4 separate regions of the Mus musculus genome follow, and all the other regions are linked to region 1. Evidence: chromatin contacts called from public HiChIP or PLAC-seq and promoter capture Hi-C data. All regions are on one chromosome and are shown on one strand. The core of a region is the stretch at or near the end of the contact, and the rest is flanking DNA. Distances in the headings are between cores, read along the strand shown.

Evidence for each region. Promoter capture Hi-C pulls out the DNA fragments that hold promoters and counts their contacts. HiChIP or PLAC-seq counts read pairs in DNA pulled down with a chosen protein or histone mark.
Region 2: an H3K4me3 HiChIP or PLAC-seq map of bone marrow-derived macrophages shows a contact between it and region 1, with 4 times the contacts expected there. The contact joins the promoter of Bysl here to the promoter of Cnpy3 in region 1. A contact is called at or near these places in 2 of 39 promoter capture datasets (embryonic stem cells and liver), 1 of 484 Hi-C or Micro-C datasets (B cells) and 2 of 115 datasets of contacts at active chromatin or transcription factors (astrocytes and bone marrow-derived macrophages).
Region 3: a contact with region 1 is called in a promoter capture Hi-C map of erythroid cells, with 6 times the contacts expected there. The contact joins the enhancer-like site here to the promoter of Cnpy3 in region 1. A contact is called at or near these places in 5 of 39 promoter capture datasets (erythroid cells, hippocampal neurons, liver and 1 more), 1 of 115 datasets of contacts at active chromatin or transcription factors (stem cell-derived neural progenitor cells) and 1 of 9 other capture datasets (adipose tissue).
Region 4: a contact with region 1 is called in an H3K4me3 HiChIP or PLAC-seq map of the SCID.adh cell line, with 9 read pairs. The contact joins the promoter of Polh here to the promoter of Cnpy3 in region 1. A contact is called at or near these places in 6 of 39 promoter capture datasets (the C10 cell line, the HPC-7 cell line, hippocampal neurons and 2 more), 4 of 115 datasets of contacts at active chromatin or transcription factors (the SCID.adh cell line, astrocytes and embryonic stem cells) and 1 of 9 other capture datasets (macrophages).

Annotation. Positions count from the first base shown.
Region 1 is chr17:46,750,617-46,753,722 of GRCm38.p6, reverse strand. It overlaps Cnpy3 (canopy FGF signaling regulator 3), which reads left to right and starts at 1,509. Exons shown (of 6, transcript NM_028065.4): 1 at 1,509-1,750. The coding sequence starts at 1,600.
Region 2 is chr17:47,609,981-47,613,086 of GRCm38.p6, reverse strand. Bysl (bystin-like) reads left to right here and starts at 1,595. Exons shown (of 7, transcript NM_016859.3): 1 at 1,595-2,180. The coding sequence starts at 1,916. Gm20517 (predicted gene 20517) reads right to left here and starts at 1,502. Exons shown (of 9, transcript NR_157366.1): 1 at 1,395-1,502; 2 at 1-124. It overlaps Med20 (mediator complex subunit 20), which reads right to left and starts at 1,502. Exons shown (of 4, transcript NM_020048.4): 1 at 1,395-1,502; 2 at 1-124. The coding sequence starts at 1,408.
Region 3 is chr17:47,506,535-47,509,640 of GRCm38.p6, reverse strand. It overlaps a transcript of Ccnd3 not described here. Among named protein-coding and RNA genes, the nearest start is that of Taf8, 5.8 kb to the right of the region's middle. Within about 2 kb of position 1,525, at least 284 of the 459 cell types and tissues checked have an H3K27ac peak or open chromatin away from gene starts, as enhancers often do. A contact at or near this core is called in adipose tissue, erythroid cells, liver and 1 more, where this site is marked.
Region 4 is chr17:46,201,202-46,204,307 of GRCm38.p6, reverse strand. Polh (polymerase (DNA directed), eta (RAD 30 related)) reads left to right here and starts at 1,667. Exons shown (of 11, transcript NM_030715.4): 1 at 1,667-1,911. It overlaps Xpo5 (exportin 5), which reads right to left and starts at 1,497. Exons shown (of 32, transcript NM_028198.3): 1 at 1,283-1,497. The coding sequence starts at 1,387.

The sequences.
Region 1 (3,106 bases), core at 260-2,759:
AGATTGAGTCCAGAACCTCATGCACACGAGGCAGCCCCTCTGTAGCTAAGGAAGGTCTGTGTTCAGCCAGGGAGCCCTCAGCAAGGATCTCTTAGCTCAAGTCCCCTGATGCTGCAGAGGCAGGAGAGAAGTGTAAATGTCCAATGCCAGGTTCCTGCCTTTTAGGAGCTCAGAATCCAAACAAATAACAAAAGAGATTGGAATACCATACAAAAAATGCTGGGATGTTTATCCATCTGTCCCACATACTTCAAGGTGGTTTTGTTTTGTTTTGTAGATATGGCCTCAAGTAGCTCAGGCTATATCTCCCTCCCCCTCACTATATAGCCAATGACAGGTTTATGCCAGCCTGGAGATGGATCACCAGGGATTTGCACATGGTAGTCAAGTGCTAGGCAAAGATCTCCCAGTGAGCAACATCCCTAAAACTAGGGATTTCTTTTTTAATTCCATTAATTCATGAATTATTGATTTGAGCTTCCCAACAGGCAAACCTCGAGATGTAGGAGGATCACTCTTTGTTTGTTTTTCGAGACAGAGTTTCTCTGTGCAGCCCTGGCTGTCCTGGAACTCACTTTGTAGACCAGGCTGGCCTCGAACTCAGAAATCTGCCTGCCTCTGCCTCCCGAGTGCTGGGATTAAAGTCGTGTGACCATGCCCGGCTAAGAGGATCACTCTTATCTGTTTATTAATCTAGTTTTCATAAGGAGAAACGCAATTACTGGATATCTGGGCTGTTGTGAGGCCCTAAGTATCTATTCGAGTGAGTGGCTGCAATAATAAGCCTTAAAAGCCGGTGTCTAGTGAGTGCTTGCAACTTTATAAAGAAAGCCATGGTTAGGGTTGATGAGTTAGGTTAGTGACTAAAGAGGGCCACCATTAAGCCTTAAGGATCCAAGTTTGAGGTCCAGAACCAACATGGTGGAAGGAGGCAACTGATTCCAGTCGTCTTCCAACCCAAAATAAATATATAAAGACTTTTTTATTAACACCTTAATGGGGGTGGGGGTGCGGGGAGAGGACCACGAGGCCCGGTGTGGAGGTGCACTTAGAGGCAGCTGGATTTCTGAATTCGAGGCCGGCCTGGTCCACGCAGTAAATTCCAGGACAGCCAAGGATACAAAGAAACCCTGTCTCGAAGAACAAAAGACAGAAAACAAGAAACAAAACCATGAAAGATAGTCCGTTATCCAGGGCTAGAATGCCCAAGGCTGGTTCATCCAAGGTATGATGAAGGTTCACCCGCTAGGAACTGATGCTCCAGCTACTGAGCCTCCTTTAGCTGGCAGTGATATCGCTATAGGGCGCCAAAGCCACCATCCGCTCTCTGATTGGCTGAGATGGGAAAAAAAAAAGATAGTTCCTCTCATTGGCTATAAAGCAGACGCCGAGCGAACCCATTGGTTGCGTCGCCCGCGGGCCTTGGTCGGTTTCGCAAGCCGCTAGAGGCTACCGGGCGTGGGGCGGGCCGGAGCTCGCCGTTGCCGTGGTTACCCAGAGGCACGTGCGCAGTCCCGGAAGCGGCCGGGGGAAGCTGCTCCGCGCGCGCTGCCGGAGGAAGCGCCGCCGGGTCCGCTCTGCTCTGGGTCCGGCTGGGCCATGGAGTCCATGTCTGAGCTCGCGCCCCGCTGCCTCTTATTTCCTTTGCTGCTGCTGCTTCCGCTGCTGCTCCTTCCTGCCCCGAAGCTAGGCCCGAGTCCCGCCGGGGCTGAGGAGACCGACTGGGTGCGATTGCCCAGCAAATGCGAAGGTGAGGGGGCGGGGCCGCGGGGCGTAGCCAAGCCCGAGGGGCGGGAGGGGGCGGGGCCTGTGGGAAGGGTCTGGGCCTGGCAGGACCTGGGCTGGGGTCTCCTTGGCCCTGCTGTGTGCTTTGCGGCAATGCTGGGTGCTGTGACTCTCGGATAACCTGGAGATCCCTGCTTTTGGGCGAATCCGGGGGTAGTTGCTCATCAAGACTAGAGGTGGGGGTGGAGGGAAGGCTTCATACAGGAAGCCTGCTGCGAAATGAAGAGTTGGCCAGGGAAAGCATGGCGTGCAGAGGAACTCACTCCGCAGAAACCACAGAAACAGAGGCAGATGAGGAGGCCCTGCCGGCCTAGAAGCCAGAGGGCGAATTTGAGGAACTGAAAAGGTCCATATGACGTAGAAAAGGGAACCTGAAAATTTTCCCGTGGTGCTTTCACTACAACCTAATTTGTGTATGGTTTTGGCTTCTTGAGAACAGGTACTGAGTTGCAAATATTTATTGGCAGACCAAAAAAAAAAAGGGGGGGGGCTTTACATAGGATTATATGGAGGGGCGGTGAGTGTATGTGGAGAGAAGAGACTCACACTCAAAGGATCAAGAGGTCACTTTTTTGAAAGCATCGAGCGCAGAGGAGACTGAAGTGAAGGAGGTAGATTTTAAAAATCGAAGGACAAGGAACTGAGACCTCTCTTTTGCCCTGCTCATCATTGCTCAGTTTCCTCTCAGACCTTTGCAGCCATCGACCTTCTTTCTAAGTCCTCGAAGGCCCCCCTCCCCCGAGTATTCTGGATATCCATTTTATGCACCAAGCAGATGTACACAGGCCAGATGTTCCCTAAGCACTGGATGCTGGGCTGGTGGTTTGGGACACATTAATCCTCCCATTTGAGCTGTTAAATGTGTGGCGAATGGGGGCAGGGGACTCGGCTCAGTGGGTAGAGTGATTGCCAGAGGATCTGAGTTCAGATCCCCAAGACAGATATAAAAAGCCAGACGCTGCAATGTTTGTGCACCCCTGATCCCCGCACCTCCGCACCTAAAGAGATGCACAGGAGACCAGCCAGTCCAACCAAATGATCACGCTCCAGGTTCAAGTGAGAAACCTTGTCTGAAAAACAAAAGATGAAGAACAGTATCAGAAAGGAACTCTGGCCTCCATGTGCATATCCACATATCCACACACGTGTGTGCACACACACACTGTAACTACATAGGACTTTTTGTTTTTAAGTGAGACTCCCTAGAGTTAATGTGAGTTCACTGGAAGATACCTGTTAAAAGGTCTCACCTGTTCTAGGATGGTCCCTTACCTCCCCACCAGTCCTGGGCTTTTGTTTTCTTTGTTTTGTTTCTTTTCTT
Region 2 (3,106 bases), core at 346-2,845, 860 kb before region 1:
GTAAGTCTCACAGTCCACACAAAATGTCCCTTGTTTCTCTGCTCCAAGCATCTCCAGTTTCTTGGTGAGGAGCTCCACTGTCTGCTGGAGACTCTTGCCCTCAGCCACAGGCATCTGGGACACACTGAGAAACACAACGCCAAGTCAGCAGGGTCCAGAGACACAGAGCTTCTGGCTAAGCCACTCAATTCCCCAACAGGTAACGGATCAGCAGGGCTAGGAGTTACTTAGACATCTCTGATCCCCACCCATCAGTCCCCAAGAGTTCCTGGAACTCACTTGGTAGACCAGGCTGGCCTGGAATTCACAGAAACTTGCCTGACTCTGCCTCCCAAATGTTGGAATCAAAGGCATCAGCCCTCAGATGGATTGCCTGACTCTTCCAAAGGCCCCAGGAAAGGCCCTGTCCTGTATCAACTTACTGCAAACAGGGAAACTGAACTCTAAATGACTCTGCTGTGATCTGTCTTCATTGCTCACAGGCATTCTTTACAGTAGGGTAGAAGTATGAGATGAGGCTCCTAGTGTCAACTGTGGCAAGAGCCTTCCTTTCACAGGGCAGACCTGTGGCCCCTGGCCTCCAAGCTTCTTTAACTGGAAAGAAGCACACCACTACCAAGACTTTTAAGTGCTGAGGCCGAGTACTTTAAAATTAATACCCAGAAAAGCACGGTGCCCAAACCTTACCAACTGCCTTTTTATCAAGTGAGACTTCAAACATGTTTAAGATAAAAGTCAATCAAAACTGTCTGAAGCCCAGGCGATGGTGGCTCGCGTCCGTTTCATCCGTGCGCTTGAGAGGCAGAGAGAGGCAGGTGGATCTCTGTGAATTCGAGTCCAGCCTGTTCTACAGAGTGAGTTCCGGGCCTCCCAAGCCTACACAGTGAGACACCCAGCTCGAAAAATTGTCTCTGCCTGGTACTCCGAACTCCAAACTCCCAACCGCTCCTTTCCTCCTACCTCTGTCACTAGCCCCAACACCTTAAAATGGCCAATTCAAAGTCTGTAACTGCAAGCAAAATAGAAAAGTCACTTTCTCCTCGCGCCACTCTTATCCCTTTCTGCGAACAACTCCTAATCTAGAAACCCTATTTCTAACCTTTGGGTGCTAGTAGCGACACTACAAGGCCTCAAGGACAGGAAGAGGTACCAAGAAAAAGGTACAACTCCTGGCGGGTCCTAGGGATGCGCTGCTCCCTTTGCCAAAGGGGTGTGTCTGGGAAGAGAGAAGTCCCACGCAGTGTCCCCCATCCACACAACCGGAAGACATCTTGGTCAGCCCCCCGAGGAACCGAGAACCTCGGTCAAAATCCCTTTCCCCGGGCCATCACAGGCCCACAGACACCTTCACGACCCTATATGCTCCGTCACCACAGAAGCCCTTCAAGTCCTACCACGTCACTCCCATAGCGAAGGATCAAAAGGTGGCGCCTCCAAACCCTCGAACTCAGAGACTCCAGACCTTCACGCGAACGGCGGCCCCCTAAACACAGGAAGCAGTCGTTGATCGACCGCCGGAAATGCGCAAATACTGAGCGCCGCGGCGACACGCCCACAGGGAGCGCCATCTCTGGTACCCAGTGGTGACATTTCTAGAACGTCATCGACTCGGCTCCGCCCCCAAGGCGTCCAACGGGTTGACAGGACGCCCTAGGCTACTTTCATGAATTCTGGAAAAGGGTGACTTGGACATCCACCTTTCTAATGAGATTACCTGAGAATTTGGGGGCTCCTGCTATAGGTCCCGAAGCTCTTCCTGAGAGTAATAGATGAGGAACTTCCGGCCTCCTAACGCTGGGGGGCACTGTGATCTCTCAGTGGCCTCTTGGCGATCGGAACACACAGCGCAAGCGCAGTATCGGCTTTTTAGCCGGCTTCACACGTGTGAACCTGGTGGGCAATTTTTTCGGCCAAAATGCCCAAATTCAAGGTGACACGTGGGGCCAGCAATCGGGAGAAGCATGCACCTCTGGCCGAGCAGATCCTGGCTGGGAACGCAGTGCGCGCGGGGACCCGAGAAAAACGGCGGGGGCGTGAGGTCGAAGAGGAGGAAGAGTATGTGGGACCCCGGCTAAGCAGACGGATTTTGCAGCAAGCCAGACAACAGCAGGAGGAGCTCGAAACTGACCATGGGGCTGGTGATCGGTCAGCACCACCGCGAGAGCGCGCCACGCGGCTGGGTGAGTGACAAGGGGTGGAGTCGTGAGTTGGGCCGGTCTGACACCCCATCAGAATACTTTACCGGCGTGTTCCTCCACTTCCACTCCTGAATTCCAGAATTCAGAGTTAAGCCAACGAAAAGTGATCTCTCACACCAGTTCTAGCATTATTTTATTTTAGGTTTTTTTCGAGACAGGGTTTCTCTGTATAGCCCTGGCTGTCCTGGAACTCACTTTGTAGACCAGGCTGGCCTCGAACTCATAAAGCTGCCTGCCTCTGCCTCCCAAGTAAAGGCGGGTACCACCACCACCTGGTGGTCTAGCATTTATTTATTTATCCTCTGGGCGTTTGAAGTATTTGTGGACTGCCTGCATAATGTTTTGAGCTGTGTTAAGTTTTTAGGCAGTTTTGATACAGAAATAAGATATTCGTTCCTCCTGATAACACCGGAAGTCTAGCTCAAGGCACCCATTAAATAGAGTTACATATTCCAAGCAGGAGTGGCGAGGCTCACCTGTAATCCCAGCACTCGAGAAGCAAGGCAGAAGACCTTCTTGGCTATATAGTAAATTTCAGATTAACGAGCCCTGTCTCTCAAGAGAGAGGAAAAAAGTGATGATATTTCTATTTAAACAAAAAAGCAGATGAACATTAATTCTACATGGTGGGTATCCCAGATTTCATGTCCTTCGAATAAGACCTGAAAAGCAAGTGGGGACTGTCCCTGTCCCAGCGACAGGGGAGGGGAAACAGTATTGTTTACGGGCTAAAAGGGGGAAGAGGGGTGGGTACTGCCACCTGTCTCACTGGGGAGGAATTGTTGTTCACCTCCCAGTTGCTTAATCTTCCATTCTTATTTCTCCTAAAAAGCAATATTGACACATTTGAACATGGTTTTGGGCCTACAGCAGCTTTTTCTGTTTCTTTTAGTTTTTTTTAAAGTAAG
Region 3 (3,106 bases), core at 276-2,775, 760 kb before region 1:
ACTTCCTCCTGGTGGGCAGGAAGATAGGGTGAGGGGATGTAGCTAGGTAATACTGGTGGTGAATTCCAAATTCCCAAGATGAAAGGTCTCTTCTTCACTCTCAGGACCTGAGACAAAAGCCTGGCAGCTTAAAACAAAAGTTTTATTGAGTTTCTTCTCCCACTCCCGGACCCCCTGCTGATGGACTTCAAGCCTGGAAGGTTTACAGGCCAATCAACCATCCTATCTTTTTTCAAATTGACCAACCCTAAATTAGGGGAGAAGGACTTTTTGAGAGACTTAAAAAGGCCTCCAGCCTTCAATTTTTTTGTTTCCCAAGTCTGCACTCTGCCTTGCAGGGTCTGTTTCTCTGTGTGTCTGCCGCATGTGTTTCCTCATTCCCAGTACCTGCCCTTCAACCGTTGGTTCTGTCTGCTGCTGTCTGCTTGCAGTCTGAGATTTCCCTCGACACTACCAGCTGCTTCCTACTTCCTAATTCTTAAAGTGGCAGAGCACATAAACCTGATCAAAACTTGTAGACCTTAAGAAAAAGACCTCAGAGCCGGGCGGTGGTGGGGCACTCCTTTAATCCCAGCACCTGGGAGGCAGAGGCAGGCAGATTTCTGAGTTCGAGGCCAGCCTGGTCTACAAAGTGAGTTCCAGGACAGCCAGGGCTACACAGAGAAACCCTGTCTCAAAAAAAAAAAAAAAAAAAAAAAAGGGTCTCAGGGCTGAAGAGAAGGCTCAGTGGTTAAGAGCACTGACTCCTCTTCTGAAGGTCCTGAGTTCAAATCCCAGCAACCACATGGTGGCTCACAACCATCTATAATGAGAGCTAATGCCCTTTTCTGGTGTGACTGGAGATAGCTACAGTGTACTTACATATAACAATAAATAGATCTTTAAAATATATATATTTAAGAAAGAAAGGAAAGAAGGAAGGAAGGAAGGAAGGAAGGAAGGAAAGGGCATCAAATCCCCTGAACTGCAGTGACAAATGGACAACTGTGAGTTGCTGGGAATTGAACCTGGGTCATCTGAAAAAACAGCCTGTGCTTTTCTGGTGTATAGGGTCTCTCTACATAGCCATGGCTGTCTGACTATGTGAACTCTCTCTGGACGCTGGTTTTCAAGATGATAAGCTGGGACAGAGGTGCACGCACATGCGCACCTAGAATTACGGTGAGAAACACTACGGAGCCCCTAAGTGGTTGTTGAAGCCACATGACCCAGAGTTCAAAGGTTTTTAGGGGTGCTTTAGGGAGAAAGTGAGGGGCTGAGACCAGAGAAGACACAGACTCCAGTCTTACTGCAGGAAAGGTGCCCTAGGTCGGCAGCAGGGACAGGGACAAGGACAGGAATTGACAGCTCTTTGAAACGCAGAGGATTTAAACTTTAAAAGTCTGTGGGCAAAATAAACACACCTACCGTTCAGCAGGGAAAGGGAAACTTGGCAGAGGTCCCAGAACTTTCCCCACCCACAATCCGCCCTAAACTTCCTCTTGTGGTTTCTCAAGGGTACAGGCTGTTCTTGCTCTACAAGTGAGGGCGGAGGGAAAGGGGCGTGCCCAGGGTTCCACTGTGCCCAGACCCTGGGAGCAGAGAGGAAGAGGTGGGAGGGCGCAGAGGAACTTTGTTTGCATTATTCATACACTTCACAACCTTAGTCCCTCACCCTCAAACCCGACATCAACACCCATCCCTTCTTAGGATCAATGCTTAGACGTTCTTTGAAAAAACAAAAAACAAAACAAAACAAAAACAACTTTTACTTATTTTACACATATGGATTTCTTGCCTACATGTAGGTATGCACACCCTGTGCATGTGTGGTGGAGACCAAGGGAGGGCTTCTGATGCCCCTGGAACTGGAGTTACAGACATTTTGAGCAGACAACTGGGTACTGGGAATTGAACCCAGGTCCTCTAGTATCTCGGCCAATGCCCTTAACCTCTGAGCCACCTCTCCAGCCCTGTAAGTTGGTCTTTCTAGTGCAGGTCTCACTTATGTAGACCAGGCTGCCCTCAAACTCAACTCACAGACACTGGCCTGGCCTGTCTCTACCTCCTGAGTACTGGGATTGCAAATTGAGTCGTGATCATAGCAGACATAGAGACCTGCCCTGGGCATCTCCAAATCTATGCAGAGAGGTCCTCGGAGAAACCAAGAGTTTCGGAGAGGAGGCAGAGAAAACAACTAGACTTCAGGAAGGCTGCCCTGTAGAGGGGCTCACATCCCTCACAGACACTGTCTCCAACTTGCAGGGAGTAGATCCAAGGGTGCTGCTTTTCATGAAGTGACACGGGAGATTCGAGGGGAGAGCACCTTAAGCTCCTCCCATTTCTATATCATCTTCTTAATCAGATTCCAAGGTCCACTGTTCTTCGTGAGACATAGGATGAGAGAGTCTAAGTCTGTCTGCAGACACTCCAGAAGAGGGAGTCAGATCTCATTACAGATGGTTTTGAGCCACCATGTGGTTGCTGGGATTTGAACTCCAGACCTTTGGAAGAGCAGTCGGGTGCTCTTACCCACTGAGCCATCTCACCAGCCCCGAGAGAGTCTGAATGTGCCTATGACAAAGCAGGTGTGGTAGGTAGCACATGCCTTTAACCCTGGCACTCTTCAGAGAGACCAGACATTCAAAGTCAGCTCACCCACATAGTTTCAGGCCAACCTGGGTTACAAGACTCAAAGGACAAATGGAACTCAGGCCGTGGCTCGTGGAGAAGGAGTTGGTGTGCATGTTAAGATCTCAGGCAGCCATGTAAAAGTGGCCAATGTTAGTAATCCAAGCACAGTGAGGTTGGACAGGGAGGGAGACAGGTGGATACCAGGGGTTGGGGCCAGGGCTTCAACAAGTGGTTGTGAGCTACCATGTGCATGCTGAGAACCGAACCTGGGTCTCCTGCAGTCGTAGTAAGTGCCCTTAACTGTTGAGCCATCTCTCTAATTCCCTGACACTCCTTTCTTGTTCCCTCTTTATAGAGATCTCTTTACCTCCTGTGCCCAAGTTTCCTCATCTGTAAAATCGAGCTCCTACTAGATGATCTAATACAGCTATTAAAGACAGACAGTGAAACGCTACGTCTAACCCACTTACACTCAACGGTGCTGTGTAACTTT
Region 4 (3,106 bases), core at 418-2,917, 550 kb after region 1:
CTCTTCCTCCCCTCCACCTGGATTCCAGTCCTCAGCCATAAACAGGCACCAAAAGCTCCACCCTCTATGCCATCTCCCAGGGCTCTTCTGCTTACTTTGTCTGAGAGAGGAGGTCTTACTAAGTCACTCTGATAGCTGCCTGACTTTGTATCCCCTGCCTTAGTCTTCCCAGTAGCAGGGGTTACCTGCTGTCCTTTTAGCTGTATTTTTAAGATGCGAAAATCTAGATTAGTAATACTGACACTCTCCATTTAGATATTAGTCATGTTAATACTAAACTGGATCTAAGAGAGTACAAAAAAAAATGCTAGAGATATACCCATACAAGTTGAATGTCAACCCCTAGAATTAGCTTTCAAAACTAAGGGTGCCAGGAGGAGTCAGTGAACAAGCAAATCTGTGTATCATCTGAGTTTAGGTCACAGGCCTATTCGGGATCACTCTGGTGCTCTGTTTCTTTGCCTATGTAAAATTCTTCACAATCAAAGACAAAGCAAACAGAGTTGTTTGATTCCAAATCCTGTGCCACATACATCTATATGTTGGCGCTTACTCTAATAGAGAGAAGCTCTGTTGAAGGTATTAGCGTTCCCAAATAGCAAAAGCTGAACTAGACCCTGGCGCAGAGAGCACCCGGGACGCAAGAGAATTACTTCCAGGAAACCAAAGTGCCCCGGTGCAAATAAATGCAAAGCCGGTGGTAAAGCTCGTCTTCGCGCAAAAACAGCCGGAGACTATCTCACAGGTATAAACGAGGAAGGAGCGTCACAAATTAGCCCAGAGATGGCCAAGACTCGAAAGATAGAGGTATGTAAGGATGTAAGAAAATGGACACACGGGGATCTAGAATCAGCACAAGTCTGGAGTGATCAGCAGGGAAGAATGAAGGTGGCACTGGGGCAGGAATTTGCACGTGCGCTCCCGGAACGCCAGGGAATGTGGGGTTTGCCCCGGCGTCAGAGCCGGCACAGCCTGCGTGGGTGGAGACCGCGGTGTGATCTAGAGTGAAGAGAAGTGAGGAGTGGGCAAAAAAGCCACTGAGACATGGCGAGGAGATGTGCAACAGTTAGGGACCCTTGCGTGTGATGCAAAGGCAAGCGCGCAGGCAAGAAAAGACTCAAGTGGGAGGAGGTGAGGGCCGCGACCAGAAGCCACCCTCCCCACGGGCAGTGGGAAGATCAAAGGCCGCATAGGCAGGAGACAAACTGAGTTTGGAGAGGCCGTGAGGGAAGCCTGGGATAGGGTTCTCGGGGCAGGCCCAGGCCGCCAGGACCCCAGCTACCTTGAGGGCTTCCAGCCGGTAGCGCTGGGTAGAGCTGGGGTCCATCATGACCGTCACCGCTTTCACTAGCTCCTCGCACAGCGCGTTCACTTGCTCCATCTCCATGGCTAGAGCCGGGAACCCCACCGGCGTCCCGGGAGCACGAGGTTACGCACAGTTCCCCTGGCGGGACCACACGTTGATACCGGGCCGCGGCGGGCTGGGGGTGGGGAAACGGGAGGGAGGAGCGTGAGTCCCAGAAGTTGGAGCTGGGAAGAACCCAGCGCTGCGCATGCGCCGGAGCCGCCACGGCGCATGCGCGCGCGGAAGTGGCCGCTTCGGGTGACGGCCGCGCCTGGCGGGGCGGGGCTGGGGAACGGAAGTTCCGCGGTGCGCAGGCGCGTCAACCGTCCCTCGCGGCGCGCGCGGTGCTGAACTCCAAATTTCCTCTGGGCTTGCTGTGGGGCGTAAACCTGCAGGCTGGAAGGGCTGTTGGCTCGGCGGGAGCCTAGGGCTACCTACTCGGATCTGTGTTATCAGATTACACTCACTTGCTCCTGGGAAGGCGACGACGACATCTAGACGCTGTCATTGGACTCCGCCCGGAGCCCGCAGCTTCGCTCTTGGCAGTTTTGACAGGTGTCGCCTTGGTAAGGACATTAAAACACGGCTCGGGATCGCTATATCGGATGGCTTTTGAAGCCTTGGCTGTCGCTTTTACTTGGGGGTGACTGGGCCGAAATGAAAAGCATGCTTACTGGGAGAGAAGGCTCTAAGAGTGTCTCTAAGGAGAGTTTTCTTGTAGAAAGAGTTTTTCTTGTAATTTTTAAACCTTCCTCTTCACTGGTCCATATTTTCTCGTGCGTCTTACTACACGACCGACTCCCAAACGTGCTTTTGTACAGAATGGGATGAACTGAGATGTTGGAAAACGCATCCCAACTATACCTCTGGGAGGCTGAGGCAGGAGGATTGCTTCCAGTTTGAGGCCAGACTGAGCTGCAAAGTGAGACCCTGCCTCACGAAACAAAACCCATCCCAAATTTACGTAGTCTTTTACGTTTTGGCATTGTGCAGACTTTGCCAATACATAAAAGTACGAAAGGAACACATAAAAGACTTAAGGCTGTATCATCTCTTATCCTGCATATGTTTTAGGAGGTGTTTTTCCACTTAGTAAATTGTTGCCCTTAAATCACAGCTTCGCTTCCAGTTTTACCTCTGATATTTATATTGAATATGGTACTTATCCTGTATTGATTGCGACAATACATTTGCCACCTTCTAGCTTTATCTGTTCCAGTACTACAGAAAAGCCACGCCAGAGCACAAGGACGCCTGACTTAAGTGTAAAAGGTTTCTAAACGTACGATCATTTTGTTTTAGGTGAGGGGCGAGATTTGTAAGGTGTTAATGCTTTGAACATTCAGTATCTTCTTAATTATTTTCTTTACAGTAATTTTGCAGCTTTGTAGTAGTAGTTGCTTGGCACTGTTTTCAATGTGATTGTTTATTTGAAAAATAACTGTTTAAAGTTACAGTTGGGTGCTAGCTCACTCATCTGTATAACCTGTTTCTTGTATTTAAATCATGAATTTCCTGTGTTTCTGTAAAGTATTATTTGTGATAGGCCATTGGTATGCAAAGCTACTGCACATTGGAATTGTCTCGAGAGCCTTTAAGACTGTCTGCGTCATCTCAGCGTTTGGTGGGAGGAGCAAGCAGCTCGGGGCTCATCCTTGGATGCAGAGCAAGTTTTGAGGCCGATTTGGACTACATGGCATTCAGAACCATTCTTGAAAACAAAAAAAGAAATTGCACAAATAGAAAATCACTAAACATCAC